Regions from separate parts of the Sus scrofa genome. Here region 1 is linked to region 2. The links are chromatin contacts, called in public promoter capture Hi-C maps. All regions are on one chromosome and are shown on one strand. The core of a region is the stretch at or near the end of the contact, and the rest is flanking DNA. Distances in the headings are between cores, read along the strand shown.

Region 1 (6,900 bases), core at 4,157-6,656, 330 kb before region 2:
CTGATCAACACCAGGGATCGAATCTGCATCCTCATGGATGCTAGTCAAATTCGTTTCCAATGAGCCAGGAGGGGAACTCCTAGGTCTAATTTTTATATGGAATCAAGCTCAGGCTCTAATAATAAATAAATAACTGCTAGTAATAAAGTATCCATTTTTACTCGTCATGGATTAAATAAAAATACCTCATGAAGCCCTTCAACATATATTTACAATGAGCCTGTTATGTATGAAGTTCCTTCTCAGGGCATATATTTGATGTGCATGCCTCATACATGTATATCCATCAATGACACACATACCTATCATGGCAGCCACCCTCCAAGATGGTTTCCAGTAACCCCCAACTCTTGATCTTCACGCCCTTGGGTGGTCCTCTCCCACATTCAGTGAGGGCAGGCCATGTAATCAACAGAATATGGAGGAAGTGACAATGTGTCACTTTTGAGTTGAGGTCATATAAAACATTATAACTTCCACTGGTGTCTCTCAGGTCACTTGCTCTGGGATTACTGGTCACCATGCTGTGAGGACATTCAAACAGCCTTCTAGAGAAACCTTTATTGTAAGTGACTGGAGCTTCCTGTTAACAGCCAGCCCTTACCTGCCAGCCACCTGCATATCTGCTCCTCCAGCCAGTGAAGCCTTCAGATGACTACATTCTGGCCAGGATCCAGAGCATAAGCTCACAGGAGACTCTGAGAGAGAAACACTCAGCCAAGCCATTCTTGAACTGCTGACCCAAGGAAACAGTAGGAGATATTTAACAATTAATGTTCTTTCAAACTAAAAAAAAATAATTTGAGGTAATTTTTTTTTTATCTAACAATGCATACTAAAACATCTGTGAGTGCTTATTTACTTCAAATATAGTGTCAGTTTCAGGCAATATTTGATGTGTCTGGTTTTCTAGTATAAAATGCAAAACATTCTGTATTCAAGCAGCCGATGACATTCTTTGGCAAAGATTTATAATCTAGGGAGAAATTTCCCTTTAACAACTTGCCTCAGGAATAGATATGTAAACAGAGAAACAATTCATTCCTAAATATTTCTTCTCTGCTTTGGACATTAATCTTCTTTTGGAAGTTAAATAGGACATATACAGACAGATAGCAAGTAGCTGAGTTCATTACCTGAGTACATGGCAGTTTTCAGAAATTGTCATGATGCCAAGAACAGACGAAAACTTGTAAAGAGATTAGACAGGAGCATCAACGTAACATACTGTGATTCTGATAATAAAGAAGATTTCATAGAAAGAGCATTCTTTTCAACGAAATCACTGCTTTAAAACTGTTCTCAGGTTATATATATTCAGCTCTATGGCACTCTAAATGTCCAAGGCCAGAGTTACCTGGTGGCCTAGTGGATTGGGGATCCAGCACTGTCACTGCCATGACTCGGGTCCCTGTGTTTGATCCCTGGCTCAGGAACTTCTGCATGCCACAGGAGCAGGTAAATAGAGAAATACATAAGCAAATAAATAAATGTCCAAAGCCACCTCACTTCTCTTAATTTAAGCACTATTCTTCTCATTTCTACAAATAAGGTTACATGATCTTTGTTTTTCTTCTATATCTCTACTACACTACCATTTGCTTATTTTTTTGTTTTTTCCATTGCCCAGAAAGTTTTTATTATATAAAAAATAAAAACAATTTAAATGTGCAAAAATGATGTCCAGATGTTAACATAATACATATTCACAATTAGAAAAAATAGGATATTTCTGGTTGTATAAGAGGCTTCCCTTCTGCCAGAAGCTGAGCATATGATTCTCCTTTTGCTCAAGGAAAACAACTTAATAAAAAAGTAGAAGGACCCTCAGAAAGTCACAGTAAGATCCAGACAAGCCTCATTGTGTGAAGCCCCTTGTCTCTGGAAGTGACTTGGCTATTTTGGGATTAATGTGGCACTCTGGGTCTATAGAGTTTTGTTAGGATCCACACCTGTGGTGAGGCTGCTGACTCTCCATCTCACATGAAAATCACCAGCTGAATGCAAGGTGCTGACAATTCTTTCCTTAGAATTTTGCTTCAGTTCACTCCATGCCTTCCTATTTACCAGCTCATTGATTTCTGTCAAACAAACAGATCAGTTTTATTGTATAATGGAAATTTGATTATGTGCAGAATTCCGTTTTATTGAGTTGTTTAATCTACTTGTATAAACCATTTTAATGTCCTCAGTAAATTTAAATGGTTCACCATGCAACTCGCCTGCACAAGCCTTCTCCCAGATACTAAGGTTTAACTGTCTTTGGCCTCGGTGTCAACATAGGATTTCTCCTTGTACCTTCAGAGGCTACATCAGCTAAGTGACCTGAATCTATCCTCTTTCTCTGGTTCACACCCCTTCACTTATATATTTGAGGGGATGAGGTTTAGGAGAATTGAGCCAACTCTAGGAAGTGTGATCTTACTTATTTGAAGTCATAAATCTCTAAAGGCTCATGCAGGTTTTGTTTCTTAAGAGAACTGGGAAGTGCATCTTTGCTGCCATGTTTGGCCACAGGTTAAAGTCTTGTTTTTCAACCCCTATGGCGCAGATGAATATGCTGTCCTCAGAAGAGGGTCCAGCATGAGAATGAACTTCAGCGTATGGCTGTAACTCTGCCCTCACTCCCTCTCCCTCACTGCCACCTCATAGGCTGTGCAGCTCCCCGCAGCGGGCACTGCAAAGCGTGCTCTCTTATATTCCAAACTGTGAAAATTCTTTGCTTTGAGTTTGCAACATATGTGGTCATGAATTTGGAAGGAAGGCAGGCAGGAAGGAAGGAAAGAGGGAGGGAGAAAGGAGGAAAAAGGGGAGGGAGAAGGAGGGGAAATGGAGGGAAAGAAGGGAGGAAGGAAGAAAAGAAAGAAAAAAAGGAAAATAGACTGATTCTGATGAGTTTCCATTTGTTCCCTTGATGGAATGTATTTAATCGTTTTCCCTAAGATATCTCCAAGATATGAATGGTAACAGGATGTTTATACCAGAGATAAGATTGGACTGAAATCCTAGTTCACTCTGGGAGCTAATAAAAGTGAAGATTTGAATTTAAGTATCACTTTCTCCTCGAAGCACAGGAACAAGGAAACAGGGGTCAAAAGGGCAGCAACAGTGTTGTAAGCACTTTATCTGAAACATAAACATCACTGGAGTGCATTTTGGACCAAATTACCTCTCTCAGATCTGGGATGTTAGCATTCCTGCCCTACTTAAGCATGCCAATTTTACTGCGGCTTTGAGGAGAGCTGGTCAGGGGACTTGGTTGGACACTTGAGAAAAGGATCTTACCTCAAGGACTAATATAACTCAAGCAATTAAAAGGCATCCCACCAAGGAGAACCTCATAAAACCCCAAATCCCTGGAACAGAGTCCTTACCATAAATATCACAGGCAAAGGGAGCATGTATCACTCCACTCCTGAAGATACTGCAGTCACCTTTCTCTTGTAAACACAGTTAGTGGACCCAGAAACACCGAGCTTGAAAGACTGGAACTTCTGCACAATATAAAGGTTTCTAGGGATATTTTATTCCTGGACAATAAAGAAGTAAATAAATAATGAACAGATAGATCAAATCTATGATTTCAGTACACCGTAGCTGGATCTCAGTTTTTCAATGGATTTTGCTTTCTTCAATTCCGCCGTGACCACACTGTGATGAGATCGTAACACTTCGGATGCAGAGAACTTTTCCTTTCAAAATGAAGTTAATAATCATTATCCACAATAGCCAAAAGGTGGAAAGCCCAGGTTCACACCCCTTCACTTATATATTTGAGGGGATGAGGTTTAGGAGAATTGAATGGAGAAACAAAATGTAACTTATACATACAGTGTTATATTATTCAACCTTTAAAAGGAAAAGAATTCTGCTGCATGCTATAGCATGATGAATCTTGAAGATAGCATGCAATGTGAAGTATGCCAATCACTAAAGGACAATATGATTCCACTTAAATGAGGTACTTAGAGAAGTTAAATTTACATAGAAAGTAGAGAGTGGAAGAAGGGCATTTGTCAGGGACTTGGGGCAGGGAGAAACAGGGAGTTTAATGAGAAGAGAGTTTCAGTTTTGCAAGATGGAAAGAGTTCTGGAGGTGGATAGTGGTCACAGTAGCATAGGAATGTGAATGCCTTTAATACTATTGAACTGATACTTAAAAATGATTAAGATGGTAAGTTTTATGCTATGTATATTTTACCACAATAAAAATAATAAAAACATTTTGAGTTCTCATCATGGCTCAGTGGGTAAGAACCTGACATAGTGTCCATGAGGATGTGGGTTCGATCCCTGGCCTCACGTAGTGGGTTAAGGATCCAGAACTGGTGCAAGCAGATGTGGTTCAGATCCAGTGTTGCCATGGCTGTGGCATAGGTTGGCAGCTGCAGCTCCCATTAGACCCCTAGCCCAGGAAATTCCATATACCTCAGGGGTATATACCTAAGAAGAAAAGAAAAAAAGTAAGCGAAGTTTACTATGAAATTAAATTACTTTTACATTTATTTTGGGATATCACGATTCATCCCTGTTCCAAAAAGAGCTGTCCTGCCATTAACATGAGAAATAGCCCATTACAACAGTCTCAGCCTCTGTACACTTCTTTTTTGGATGTCCTTGACTGAGAAGGCATTAGTAGCTATTAAAGAGAAGCAAGTTAAAATGTTAACAACTGTACTTTTCCTGTTGTATTGGCAGATGCTCTCACCATAGAGTTTGATACCATGTACCTGGCAGGATCATCCAGTCAGTAACCCTGCAAATGTACTAATGAATGAGGAGACAAGGATTGCTTGAAAACCCAAACTTTGCAAAGCTGTAAATTGGTCTGGAGTGTTGCTTCCAATCTTATTAGCCAAAAAGTTGCTCAGCCAGCCTGCCTCTTTGCTCATTTTTGCCTGTTACCCAGTCTAGAAATGCTTCCTGCTGGAACTCTTCCTCCTGGATTAGTAGCTTTGGTTAACCAGGCATTTCACTTGCTATAAAATGTGGATATTCTAGGAAAGATGAGAGCAAACAAATAAATGAGGATTTGGCTGAGGGAGGGTACAAATTCTTAAGAATAAAAACATAAATTAAAACCAAATATACTGCACTTCATATTAGGAAAGTTGGGAGAGCTTTAGATTTTCAAATAATGTAGCTTCCATTGGCTTTGAATTGTCTTTAAAAGAAATCCTCCTGTTTTCATTTCATTTACTTTTCCATTCTTTCTAAAGACACTTGTTAGGTGAGCATGGTATTTACTCTGCCTTAACAATGAGGGGCTTGGGAATGAAATAAACAAATGCAGCCCATCTCCACCTTCATTTGATTTTGTGTAAAGACCCATTCACATGTTGAATGCTTGCAAAGATTTGGCAAAAGTACTATGTTTACACTGGAACAGGAATCTAGACCTTTGCTCTTAGACTGACATCAGTTCTTCCCTCCTGTTTGCATTAGTCTAAAACCTTTTAACTGTGCAGTGATCTCTTCTGTGGTCCCATTCTTCACCTGAAGAGGGTAACTCAGCTGCTCAGTGCAGGATTTCCTAATGGGAGAGTAGGGGCTAAGGTGGGTAGGAGGATGTTGCACATAGGATAGTGGCTTCTGAACTTCATCATGCTAATTAAAAATAACAACAATGATGCATGTTCTGCCTGTCGGTCATCATACAACACAGAAGAAGCCTGGGACTCAGCAAAGTGCTGGTTCTCTCAGCCAGGGGAAAAATCAAGTTCCCGAGTTTAATGGAAGAGACAGGGCCAATACAAATGAAGAAGACAGAAATGCTTCCAAAATAAAAAAGTTAAGTTTAAATGAACATGTGAAAAATCATTCACATGAAGGCTTGTGGAGCCACAAGAATGAAAAAAAAAAAAAAATTAAGGAGAAGAATAAGGAAAATAATTTTATATTTATCGTGTTTGTCAGACCTTCTTTTATTTATTCATTCATTCATTCATTTATTCACTTATTGACCACCCCTCAGTTTATGGAGTTCCCTGGCCAGGGATTAGATCTGAGCCACAGTTGCCACCTACGCAGCAGCTGCAGCAATGGCTGGATCCTTTAACCCATTGCGCTGGGCCGGGAATCAAACCTGCATCCTAGTGCTTCAGAAACTCTGCTGATCCCTTCACACTGCAGTGGGAACTCCCTTCTTTCCTTTATGTGTCTCTTATTTGATTAAGTTCATTCATTTGCATAATTCAGAGTGGATGGTGAATGAGATGTAAGAAAACCAAGATATTTGCTGTAGTAGGTTCATGATACAAGACACATGAAGAGCCCTGCTACATTAAATTCATTTATACAATAATTTGGAAATCGAAGCATCTTTCATCAGTTAAAAAAAAATAAGGCTCGATTCTCATGATTAAAATTAAATAGAAACAACTAAATGTCTTTAGCTGATATTCAGACAAAACAAATGTCCTTAAAATATTTGATTTCTAAAAACATTTTGCACGTTTTACCTATGACTTTTAGGTAGTCATAAACATCTTTAAAGCCAATATTATAGCTACCCTTGAGTAACTGACTCCAATTACTAAGTCCTCACCTGTTTAATTTTATCTTAAATAATTAATTTTTCCTTGTTCTTTTTTTCATGAAATCCTTTCCCTAATGTTTAAGGCTAAGCCATTGTGTACATTTATCACAGATAACTAAGATAGGTAGTGCAAGTGGCCAGGAAAACTAAGAGGGAAAAGCTGGCGAGGACCAGCACAGAGTATCTAATTCATATGTACAAACAACAGTTCTTTCTCATAAATGACTGGCGAGGTATGAATCAGCCCATAGAGCTTGCTGTTGGTCCAAACTATACTGATAAGTGAACATAATCAGACAACTCCAGGCCCTTAGACAGGAACATCTATTTTTAGGGCATCACAGGGTTCACCAAGGAGCCCG
Region 2 (6,607 bases), core at 983-3,482:
GTTCAGAAAAGTTCTTCCGGAGGCAAGAATGGAAAGAACTGCAGCGCCCTGGCCAAGCTGCCCTTGCAGGAACGCCTGCAGTCTGCCCACGGTGGGGCGCTTTGCGGGATGACTCCCCGCCTCCGTCTCCGCCCCCTCCACCCGGCTCCACGCCTCACCTTCGTGGTGGAAGCTGCGCACGGTGTTGGCCAAGCTGGCTGCCCTCTCCAGCCGGTGGTCCGGGGCAGGCGCGCCTGGCTGACCCGAATGTCGGCGGTACAGGTCCAGCATGTAGGGGGGCACCACGGCGTCCCTGCTCGGGGTGGGTCTCTGCTTCAGGCCGAACATGCTGAGCAGCCGCAACTCAAACTCGCTGAGGACGTCGTCCGAGGGCTGGGAAGAGGAGAGGCCAGTAGACGCCGCGAACTTCCTCCGGCCCAGCTCGGGAATGAGGTCGGCCGCGCCGCCCAGGAGGACCTGGGGAAGCAGCAACGCTAGAAGACAGCGGGTCCCGGCCACCATGGTCGACCTGCGGACAGGGCCGACGTGAGTCACGGAGCTCCCCGCCCAGCCCTCCCCCTTCCGCCCCCGCCGCCCGGGCTCCTGCTCGGTCCACTTGCCTCCTCCTCCAGGGTGCCCACCCGGCCGACAACACTCAGAGGAGCTGAAGCTCGAACGTTTGGGAGAATAGAAGACCCTCTAGTTCCTGAGCCAGATGGCTTTCCCCTCCCATCCCATTCTCAATCGGTCTGACAAGATTTGCTTCCCCTCCCCCCACTCGCCTGGAGTCAGTGACTGTCACCTTTTTTTTTTCCTGTGACACTCGCGGTGACAGCCAGTGCAGGGAATCTGGGGAAACCACCTCTTGGTCTCACACCCCTCCGTCCCCTAAACTAACCCAAACACACGGCGCTCACTTGCATATAAACACGCAGGAATGGTGCATGTGACTTCCTTAGAGGCGCTGTATAGAACTTCCTGATACACACACACACACACACACACACACACACACACACACGAGTCTATAACTTCCAGAGCCAGTAAACTCAAGGGCACAACTTCCGAAGTCACTTGCAACCTGTGGCCCACGCCTCTAACCTCAGAAGTGTCAGGGCAGGCCACTCCATCCCTAAACGCCCCTTGTGCAGCAATGATACACTGGCATCTTCCTGGTATGTAGATGGCTAGTATCTATTAATTCACGTGTCAGTACGAGGTGGCACTAAAGAACTGCCCCTCCACCCCCCACCCACCCAGCATTCCTGGAAACAAACAGGTTGAATCACAACTTCTGCTATTTTCTTAAATGGGATGCAGCTCTGACTACAGAGAGCAGGTCTCCTGGAGAAACTTTCAGAACTTAGAAGGGATTGCCACGGCAGGGCACACAGGTTGGCAGCTAACGGGTGAACAGCTACCCTCTCCAAGGGATTTCTTTGGCTTTTTTTTTTTTAATCATCTGAGTGTTAACAGCCCTAATAAAACACCAAAGAAGGGGAGGGGACGGGGCGGAAGAGTGCAAACCGGGCCCGAAAAGCCGAGGGTCGCCAGGGGCGGTAGGATGGGGGCATCGCCGCAGGGGCTCGGCTGCACGTGGACCTGTTCTGTTTACGGCTGGCGGGGCCTGGCCCCGGGGAGGGGCTCAGCCGCAGCGGCCGCCTGGGCCCCGCGCCCACCCCCAACCCTGGGCTTGGCCCACGTTGTCTACCTTTAGGAGACCGCAGACCGTCTAAGAAGCACGCGGGGACACGTCCATTGAAAGAGCCTCCACATGGAAAAAGCTCTGACTGAAGGACCTGGCACAGGGACCGGGTTCCCTTCCTTCGCCTCCTCCTTCTCCTCCCGGGTGCCGGCCGGGCAGTTCCTCTCCGCACGCAGGGAACGGCGTCTCGGGTCAAGCCCAGCGGAGAAGTGGAGGGGCGGCGGAGTTCGCAGGCAGCGAGGCTGGGTCCGCTGGGGCAGAGGCACCGGCGCGAAGTGAGGAGCCCAAGTTATTCTCCCTGCAAGTTCAAGAAGTCTCCAGCCAAGTGCTGACACACAACAACAGCGAGCAGGGGGAGGAGTGCGGAGCAGGGCAGGGAAGGGAGAAAGGAAAAGCTGGTGCTGTCCTTGTCCTTAGGAACCAGCGCCCGCGGGACGCGTGGCCCCGCGCGGGGCCGGCTCCGGGACTCGGGGGGCGAGGGTCGGTCGCTCAGTGCTAGCTCCGCCGCGGCCCCTGGCTCGGGCCAGCCATCCTGGGCGACGCCGGGTCCAGGGAAGGGCGCAACGGCGATCTCGGTGCCGGGCGAGTTGCCCCCCCGCATCACTCTGCCTTCCTCCAGCGCACCCCCATTAGCGCTAGCCAGTTGAAACCACCGCTCCGGCGCCCCGTCGTCCTCGGGCGCATTCTCCGGCGAGTAGAGCTGAGTCTCGGGCCGCCGAGGCGGGTGGCCGCGCTATCCCCTCGCTCTCCTCGCCCTCGGGCCAAGCAGCTGTGCCCTTTGTGGCCAGTCTGGGGTCCGATCACACCTCGGCCGGCGCCTTCCAGGCCCCCGAGCTCCGGCGGGTGGTGATCTGCATCGCGGCGCTCGGGGTGGGCTCCTGGCTCCCCTGCGCTCTGCGCGCGGGTCTTCCGCTCCGGCGCGGCCCGGGCAGCCGAGGCCACGGCGCAGCGGCGCGCACGGCCGGGCGCTCCAACCCGCGCGGGGTATACGGGCGCTGTTGCCTCGGAGCTCCCAGTAATCCACGAGGCGCTCGCCCCGAGGTCGTTCGGGTGGGCGGCGGAGCCTGCGGTGACTGATGTCCGGCGGCGACTGCCAATCCCCGGCGGGGTGTGGGAAGCGGAGCGGCGGGCACAGCGCGAGCCGGGCGCAGCGCGGCGCGGCGGGGCTAGGACTCCGGCGGCGACGGCGGCGGCGGCGGCGCCGTGGCGCAGCGCTCGCGGCTTTTAAAGGGGACGCCGCCTGCCGTCTCCCTCCCGGCCCAAGCTGAACACCTCCCCCTCGGTGGCGCGGCTCGCCGGGGATCCCCGAGCGGGCGGGAGCGGCTCTCAGGGGTGTGGACCGCGCGCCGGGGCAGCCGCGGCGGGGTGGGGCCGAGGGCGGGGACCTGTGGCCGCCGAGGGGGCGCTAGATCATCCAGCCCCTGCCCTCCAAGAGGAGATCCTTCGGAGCTCCCGCCTCTGGCTGGGACATTGGGGGTGAAATCCCGGACAAATACCAGGTCTACTCTTATTTCCCCACCCGGCCCGTTATTCACCTTTCAGTTTGAAGATGTTTAGTAATAGACGATCAAACAAATAAAAACTCAACAGAGTGACAAGGCTCAGGGTACACGCTTCTGCATTTCCCCGGGGGTGGGAGGGGAATTAAAAGAAAACTAGAGATTGAGTATTGGGTGTTATTTAAACTTTAACTTAAAGAGGTATATGTATTTACATATGTAAATTTTTATATAAATAAATCTGCACTATTTTATTCTAATAAATATATATGCAATACACAAGTATATACGTGTATGTCTCTATAAATACATCCATATATGTACATAGGTGCTAACGAAAGCACACATTTCTATAAATATATGTGAAAGGTTTATCATTTTGCTGTCAGGTCATGTGCAACGTGAGCTCTGTGTGTGTGTGTGTGTGTGAAGAGAGGATGAGAGGGGGTTTGTTTGTTTGTTTGTTTGTTTATTTATTTATTTATTTATTTATTGAGGTGGCAGTCAACTTCATGCCTTGCGATATTTATCTTGCCCAACTCAGAGGCAGGCAATTCGCAACTCAGAGGAAGGTAAAATAATGCACAGTATGAGCTTCACAGACCAGAATCTTTTGGTTGGAGACCCTAGAACCTTATGCCCAACCCACTTCCACCAGGCTCCTGAAGCAAGTTTGTGACATGCGGTAAAGTGACTTGTCTTCCTCAGCTGAGATAGTCCCCAAATCTGCTGCACCACAAGTTTCAAGGCCAAGGCTCTCTGTCCTTGCCAGGATTCCAGGATCCGCCATGCGCAGCTCAACTCATTTACCCAAATGATCCCAGAAGCCAAACGCAGAAAATTTTTTGAAAAGGTGAGAGCAGTGAAATCGAATTCACCTGCACGGAACCTTCAGCCCGCAAAGCACAAAGAGGAAAGTCTGCAGCGGGAATTCATAACAATCTATTACCCATGTGTATTATTTTTTTTTTCAGTTGGAAAGCTAAAGTAATTCTAGGTTCCGCTCATGTAAATCGGATTAGCAACCCACAGAGGGGAATTAGGCACTCGCTGTTTCTGAAAGTATAAAGGTCAAATAAGGTATTTCTGAGGAAGACTGCCTACTAGGAAAATAAATGGGGGGCAGAAGGAGGGACGAAATATTCAGGAACCTGGTGCTTTCTTTTCCCTGAAAATGAAGCTCGATGGAGGCTGATTATCATTGTGCATCATTGGATACCAAACAAGCTGGCATGAGAACATACTTTGTGCACAGACACTTTAAGTCAAAAAGTGTTTATTGTGCTTCTGAAACTATTTCCTTTCCTATCAAGCTTAATTGAGGAGTTGACAATTGTTTCTGTCATCAGTGAGATTTAAAAAACAAAACAAAACAAAACTTATATGAAACCTAAATCAGTATGCAGGTTTTAAAGAAGAGAAAGTTGACAGCTGTCGGATTGTCATTTTATGAAATAATCTTCAATAATCAAAAATCAGAGGGAAAATTGGCACTTCTGGATACTCTATCTCATCTCAGTGTTGCCCATCACAGGATCTCTTTTATGTGTTATATGTGATTTTCACAGGGGCTGGTGCAGGCCTTTCCCAAACACAACTTCCTAAATTTTGGCCCTTTCTCTGAAAAGCTGGACTCTCTGGTTGTTTTTTAGAGATGGCTGCCCTCTTGTGGTGGAAATGAGTTTGAACGCTTGGGAGAGAGAAGTCAATAAATAAATAAGTAAATAAATAATCTCTAAAGAATGATTGGGGATACAAAGTACAGAATGACCATACCTACCCATTTTCCAAGCAGTAGGAATAGTTGAAAACAATAAATCTAAGTGGAAATGACCTCATTTTATTCTTTGCGAATAGCCACCTTTCCATCTCCCACTCAGAATGCAGGGTTATTCCTTGGAGCTGGCAGTTTCTGTTGCCCTTGAAAATACCACTTACTGCTAGACATGGTCAATGCTACTTGTCAAAGGTGCATTAGGAGATTTTCAACCTATAAGATGAGATTCATTCTTTCTGGGAGTACCAAATTCAGAGAATCTGGGAGATGTGAGAAGTGGAGAGGGTTGGGGTCAGAAATTCTTTGGGGGGAAGGTGATGGTAGTTGCAAATTCAACTCCTTCACAGGGGATAGGCATTCCATGTTAAGAAAAAGGAAAGCCTATGAGTTTAGGATCCTATGAAAAGGAGGCTGCTGCTATTCCCTTCCAGTCATTTCTTGCCAGTTTTTCAAGAGGTATTAGAAATCACATTTGATTGTATGTGGACATGACTTAGGATGAAATTAAGTGCTTAAAGAGTCATACTTTGTCAACTTTTCCTTTAGCAGTTCAGCCCAGATGATGTTTAGTTTTATGGCATCCTGCAGTTATTAGCATTCACCACTGTTCTTGCAGGCCGACCATTATGCAAATTAACATTAAAATAATGAGCTCACTTATTGTAAAGGTCACAGCAGGCAAAAAATGATCCGCCTACCTTGTAATTGTCATGCTAAGGAAACCTGTGGCAACTCCCCAGAGAAACCTTCTGGCTTTGTGGCATAGTTATCACTTTGTTACCAGTGTGCCACCTAAGAGCATTGCCACTTAATTCACCTGGATGAGGTTCTTTCACAGGAAGCAGGAGCCACAGCAATGAGCAGTATCTAGTCAATCAAACTTTTGCCTATTTGAGGAGTTCTGTTTGTGGCTCACTGGTTAAAGACTCTGACCAGGATCCACAAGGATGTGGGTTCTATCCCTGGCTTCACTCACTGGGTTAAGGAGTAGGCCACCGTTGCTGTGAGCTGTGGTGTGGGTAACAGACATGGTTTGGATCCCGAGTTGCTGTGGCTGTGGTATAGGCTGGCGGGTGCATCTCTGATTCGACCCCTAGCCTGGGAAATTCCACAGGCCACAAGTGTGGCCCTAAAAGAAGAAAAAAGGAAAACAAAACAAAACCACTTTTACCCATTTGATACATACTTAGATATGACAGAAGTATGGGTGGGGTAAACTGATTTATTTGCCAACCAGTAGGCCTAGTCAGGGTTATTACTTTCAGGTAAGTACTGACTACTTCTTTAAGATTAAGGGACAATGAATTTTTTCCATTTAGCTGGATGGTATTTTAGGAAACATGCAGTAGGCACTCTATCCATACACATGTTGCTTACAGCCCAAGACACAGTTGGGGACTTGCATTCTGATTCTGGTTTGGCTATGAATGGCTGAATTTAAAGTGGTCATTTCTTGGCCTCATCTGTTAATCAGGTAAGTAAATATTTCCACCTGCCTCTGGTGGTATGATAAAGGTCAAATTCACATGTGTGGACTTGGAGAAGTAAATCAATGCCATAAAAACACAAAGTTCTGATTGCTACTTACTCTTTGTAACTTTAAGTGCATTTCTTGGCCTTTGGCCTGAAATATTGTGGCCTAATTTT

The links. Promoter capture Hi-C pulls out the DNA fragments that hold promoters and counts their contacts.
Region 1: a contact with region 2 is called in a promoter capture Hi-C map of liver, with 6 times the contacts expected there. The contact joins the enhancer-like site here to the promoter of BMP2 in region 2. A contact is called at or near these places in 1 of 5 promoter capture datasets (liver) and 9 of 47 Hi-C or Micro-C datasets (alveolar macrophages, brain, embryonic fibroblasts and 6 more).

The regions. Positions count from the first base shown.
Region 1 is chr17:16,081,092-16,087,991 of Sscrofa11.1, reverse strand. No RefSeq gene overlaps it. Among named protein-coding and RNA genes, the nearest start is that of BMP2, 330 kb to the right of the region's middle. Within about 2 kb of position 5,406, at least 3 of the 83 cell types and tissues checked have an H3K27ac peak or open chromatin away from gene starts, as enhancers often do. A contact at or near this core is called in liver, where this site is marked.
Region 2 is chr17:15,746,112-15,752,718 of Sscrofa11.1, reverse strand. BMP2 (bone morphogenetic protein 2) reads right to left here and starts at 2,232. Exons shown (of 3, transcript NM_001195399.1): 1 at 1,691-2,232; 2 at 159-508. The coding sequence starts at 501.